2 separate regions of the Sus scrofa genome follow, and region 1 is linked to region 2. A link is a contact called in public HiChIP or PLAC-seq data. All regions are on one chromosome and are shown on one strand. The core of a region is the stretch at or near the end of the contact, and the rest is flanking DNA. Distances in the headings are between cores, read along the strand shown. Region 1 overlaps LCP1 (plastin-2). Region 2 has its middle 30 kb from the start of RUBCNL.

Region 1 (2,700 bases), core at 34-2,533, 210 kb after region 2:
ACAAATTGGGAGGCAAATTTGGTTCCTTCTGGAGCCTTTTGCTAAATGTGGAGCCTGCGCAAGTCTCTTAGGCCTCCTGAAGCTCGGTTTCCTCATCCACCAAGTAGGGGAAAGTGCTGTCTACTCCCTGGGGCTGCTCTTGGGTCCATTTCCTCTCCCGCTTCCCATTTCCTCAGTCTGTGTGTGTCTTTCACTCGGCTCCACTCACCATCTCACCATCGCTGCTGACTTACTGAGCCCTCGCTCTTCGCTAAGCGTCGTGCTGAGCCCCTGACATATATTCGCTTTTATATTTCTGCACAAAAGCTGTGTGAGGTTGAGGTCATCACCTTCTTATAACAGATGACCAAACTGAGGTTCCGGGACACCAAGTCCAAGGTCACAGAGCCCATCAGAGCTCAGATTCACACTTTACTTCTTCTCCATTTTAGTCTCCACACTTTCTTAAAGATGCAGACCGTGCCTGTTGAAATCGCATTGTGTTTTTAACATGCTCCACTAGCTCCTTTCCCATAAGTCTAAATATGCCTTTCAGTGATTGGATATTGAACGATTATCCATAATTTTCCAATAGGCAGAGATCCCACCTCTACTTTCGTTGGGTCTGCTGGCATACCAAACGTATGTGAAAAACAAATACATGCTTGAGGATTTCATGATACAGAGTCCTTAAAATGAGATTTATGAAGGGATTAGGCTATTTCATTATTTAAAATTTTGCAAAAGAAAGGTTATAGCATATCCTGTTATTCAATTGGTGTTCATAAATATTTGTCCACCACACTGTGGCTGCCACCAAAACAGTCCATCAAAGTGATACAAATTTCTGCCTCAATTTATCTGTAACTGTGCATTTTGTTTTTTGCGAGCATTCGTGTCGTTAGAAATTCTGAAAGAACCACCCCAAGAACCCAGAGGAAATGAGGTCACATTATTGAGAATGAAAAGAAGTTTCTCTTGTCATTGCTAGTCTACAGATATCCTCTGTATGTTGCCTAAGTGTTTTTTCAGCTCAAAGTACAATAGAGAAAATGCCTGGAGAATTAGGGCATGGATGACAGAGTAGAGAAGCCACTAACAGAATTGGTCCCCCAGCTCTGGCATGTGTGCCTCAGACTGAGCAGATGTAGCCCAATGGTCTTTGTCAGAGGTCCCCCAAGATCTCTTCTCTTTTCATGACTCACAGTGGATGCGGTCAGGTTTTTTCTCAACATTGCTGTACATCTTCCCACTCTGGCCACACTTCCTCAACTGTTAGAAGGTACTTTCCACAATAAGTATTTCAGGCAAGGCTAAGCCCGGAGCCCCTTCACCGCCCAACATGAGACCAGCCAATACCAGTGCTGGTGGCTTCTGTAGTTGGTGTCATCTCCCAATTCCGCAGGACCTTTTGAAACTGACTTCAAAGACTCTGAGGAGAAAAGTGGTAGAGGAGCCAGAACAAGCCAAGCTAAGACCATCTGAAGATAAAGCAACGGTGTGAAAACTAGGCCTACACCCACCCACACATGTATCATGCATCTAATTAAGTGTGAATTTTAGGCGGTGACTCTATATTTCATACAATTTAGAGTGGAAATTGGGTTTGTTCCCCAAGGTAATTTTGTAAAAGTTCTCATTCTTTTTTATTTTCTTCTGTCTTCCTTCCCTCTCTCCCTCACCCCTTTCTTCCTTCCTTCCTTCCCTTCTTTCCTTCCTCCCTTCCTTCTCTCCCTCCTTCCTTCACCAAGCACTGCTGTATACAATTTAGACACTTTATCTAATTTCATTCTAACACAGTGCTGTGGAGTGAGCCCTGTGTCTGCATCGATAATAATCCTGTTTTACATATGAAGAAACCAAGGCTCAGACACTTAAGTAACATGGACTCAAGCACACAGCAAGAAGCCATTGCATCAGAAAACCCAGCATCCTTCCACTGTCTCTTGTGGCTTCCTAGTTCATCCTTTTTTATGTATTTAGCGAGCTTAATTTCATAAGGGAAAAGCAGATCGTTAGCATTGCGATGCAGTCTGTGGACGCTGCAATGCCTTCACACCCACTTGGACCGGGAGAAAAGTGGGTCGTGTTCTGACACAGGTGAAGCTACAACCAAGCCCGTGCTGTTCCTGAAACACGAAGAAACGCCTCCCCTTAGTTAGTCTCCTCTCCAGCCACCTGTCAGAGACGGAAAGTACATTTCACGGACGGAGCATCTCCAGGGGTTTTGTGGGGTTTTTTAATCTTTAAAAAAGCTTTGACTGTGAATTGATTTGTGTGTTTCCCATACCTTGGTTAGACCAAACGAAGATTCCGGAGGCTGGACTTCTCTTTTCTGATGAGTCACTCTGAGACTTTGGGGAACAACCTCACTTTTCCGAGCCCCGTTTTCCCATTTTCGAACGTGTCCGGTCCCCTCCTCACGCAGCAGGGCCATTCTGTCGGACGGTGGCGTCCGGAGGAAGCTGGGTCCGTACAGAGCAACCCGGGTGGCTTCTTCGCAGAACCGTGTCGTTGTTCGCGAAGGCTGAGGGCCGTTCGTATGAGGGCAGTGAACGCCGTGAGCATCTGAGCATCGTGGCTGAAGAAAGCGAGGGGCAAGGTCTGGAAGCAGGAGCTCGAGAGGAAAGGAACCACGTGACTCTCCCGGAGCTCCCCCCCCGCCCCCCCCCCCCCCCCGGCCCGGCCAGCCCTGCCAAACCCCCAGCATCTTCTCGGTGG
Region 2 (2,787 bases), core at 183-2,682:
AAAAAAAAGCCGTGGGAGTTCCTGCTGTGGCACAGCGGGTTAAGAACCTGACTGCAGTGGCTCAGGTGCTTGCATCTTTGATCCCTGGCCCAGCACAGTGGGTTAAAGGACCTGAGGTTGACTCATCTGTGGCTCAGATTCAATCTCTGGCCTGGAGAACTTCCATATGCTGGGGGTGAAGCCATTTTAAAAAAAACCAAAACAGAAAAACACACCATGGACCTAGAGGTTATGCTTGCCCTAAATCACGTGGCTTATGAGTAATGGAGCCAGGACCAGACCGTGCCGCCTTATTCCCAGTTCTGCGCTCCGTTCATGACGTCGTGCAGTGTCTCCCCTTGGCAGGGAGCCCTGCTCCTGAACTGGACATTTCAGCTTTCTGTGCACCACGTGTACACAACACTTCAGTGAATGTTAAATATTATTTAGATTCGACAGGCAACTCTCACTGACCAGGCATCCCCACCCCTACCCCAGTCCCGAACTAAAATAAAATAATCAAAACAAAGCCACTGATGAAAACAAATGAGCAAAACCATCAACCACACTCCCAGAGGATCTGCAGAGTATCAGGAACAGGATGGAGGGCTGGAGAGTCACTGAGGCTGCCTTTAGATCCGTGCTCTGCCACTTACCTGCTTAGGGCCCTTGGCAACTGAGTCCTCTCTCCCTTCACTTCCTCATGTAGAAAATAAACGAAGAGTTGTGTGTGTTGAGAGAGTTCAATGAATTCTGGTACACAAGCCAAATATTCAGTTGACTTTAGCTTTTTGTGTGAGTATGTGTTTTTTAGGCTGCACCCGCAGCACATGGGAGTTCCCAGGCTAGGGGTCTAATTGGAGCTGTAGCTGCCGGCCTACACCACAGCCACAGCAACTCGGGATCCGAGCCTCGTCTGCAACCTGCACCACAGCTCGTGGCAACGCCGAATCCCTGACCCACTGATCGAGGCCAGGGATCAAACCTGTATCTTCGTGGATACCAGTTGGATTTGTTTCCACAATGGGAACTCCCAATTTTAGTTATTATTGAAGGATTATTTCCATTTTCCGGATTGGACTGTTTACAGTGGTGCAATTCCCTACACCATTAAAAATGTTTCTTTTTACTAGCTATGATCTTTTGACAGATGATTTCGTTAAAGTAAAGCTTATTTCACTTGCTATGCTATATATAGCCACAGAACCTGCTCGTTCCTCTTTTTATGTGTGTGTGTCTCTCTCTTTTGATTTCGCAGTTAAAAACTAGTTTCAGGGCTATTGCTCCACATAAGAGTAAGCCCTTCTGTGCTTTCCACATGTCACAGTTCTGAGGTTCGGAGGCTCAAGGTAGGAAACTCTTTAAAGAGCTGGCGAAGACTCTTATTAATACAGAAAAAGGAAGCCCTGCCTATTTACTTCTCAGAGGAAGCTGTTCTTTAAACAGACTCCCCCAAAGGGAAGCTGGGTCTTGGGGCGTTGCTTGGCTTCGATCACTGTTATTTCCTCCTAAATGGTTCTGTCCCTCTGACCTCTGTCTCCTTTAATACCGATTTATGATGCAAATGCCCCTTGATAGATCAGAGAACTGACAGTGCCTTCTGGCCCTCTGGCTTCTGTATCCCCAAAGAGCTAATAGCAATCACATCTCACTGAGCTCCTGGATTCTCCTTTTCACTGTTGGATGCAGTGGTATTTCTCCTTTCTCTTCATACCTACATTCCCCTAGTCGAGTGGGATTTGCCTGGTCCTTAGACAATGGTTCCATCAGACAGCGTTTACTTTCTTACCTATAAGTGTACAGAATGTCTCTCTCTCTGAGCAAGGGATTAGATCCTTATTTGGAAGAAGTCAGCAAATAGATTCATAGGAGATCTTTGAACTAAGGGGCTTAAGAACATCTACCATTAAGACACAATTTGAAAGTGAAACTTGGCAGAAAGTTTCCTAAAAAAAAAAAAAAAATTAAGTGTGGGTGTTTCCTAGTAGCTCAGAGGGTTAAGGATCCAGTATTGTCACTCCTGTGGCTCTGGTTACAGCTGTGGTACAGGGTCGATCAGTGGCCTAGCAACTTCCCCATGCTGTGGGTGCAGCAAAAAAAAAAAAAAAAAAAAAAAAAAAAAAAAAATTTAAGTGGAGTAGTCAGCAAATTTGACTGTTACCCATGACAACCTTGAGTTTAGTAAAAAAGGAGAATCTCAAAACAGGCGCCTGTCATTTCCTAGGCATGTGACCCCTCCAGGGATTAACAACTGTGATTTGGGTGTTTAGACAGAAACTTGGGCTGGTGTTGCACTACAGCGTCCTGGTAAAACTGCACATCCACAGTCTGGTATATTTCTTTTAAATTCAAACCACATGGAGTGACTTATTAAATAAGCATATGTCATAACATATTTGGGTCACTATCGGGCAAACTGAGAAGTTGGCAGCAGATCTCGTAAAAGTTACTCAATTGTCTGGTAAGCAAGGCGGCCTTTGAAAGCCTGGCCACTTGCCATTTCTTTAAGCCCTTGATGGGAGCAGCTGCAGGACAGATGAGGACTGAGAAAGTTGCTCTTCTTTCCTAAACGGGTGAGGATAGGGCTTGGGGTCAAGCCAGAGATATGTGTCTACACAGCATCTAAGGAGAATGAGGCCCAGCCAGGTCCCACCCTTTGCACCAGTTTGTTGCAGTGATGGGTGCAAAGCCAAATGACTACCCAGGCACCTGGGCCTCAACTCCTTACCTCTGCAGCTTTAAGGGGCACAGGAAGGGCTGTTGGGTTAATTGGGAGCTGGTTCTTGAAACTTTCGTCTTTCCTTACTT

Evidence for each region. HiChIP or PLAC-seq counts read pairs in DNA pulled down with a chosen protein or histone mark.
Region 1: a contact with region 2 is called in an H3K27ac HiChIP or PLAC-seq map of alveolar macrophages. The contact joins two enhancer-like sites. A contact is called at or near these places in 1 of 47 Hi-C or Micro-C datasets (blood) and 1 of 2 datasets of contacts at active chromatin or transcription factors (alveolar macrophages).

What each region holds. Positions count from the first base shown.
Region 1 is chr11:21,171,183-21,173,882 of Sscrofa11.1, forward strand. All of the region lies in intron 3 of LCP1 (plastin-2), which reads left to right. Among named protein-coding and RNA genes, the nearest start is that of LCP1, 46 kb to the left of the region's middle. Within about 2 kb of position 1,284, at least 13 of the 83 cell types and tissues checked have an H3K27ac peak or open chromatin away from gene starts, as enhancers often do. A contact at or near this core is called in alveolar macrophages, where this site is marked.
Region 2 is chr11:20,963,804-20,966,590 of Sscrofa11.1, forward strand. No RefSeq gene overlaps it. Among named protein-coding and RNA genes, the nearest start is that of RUBCNL, 30 kb to the right of the region's middle. Within about 2 kb of position 1,433, at least 36 of the 83 cell types and tissues checked have an H3K27ac peak or open chromatin away from gene starts, as enhancers often do. A contact at or near this core is called in alveolar macrophages, where this site is marked.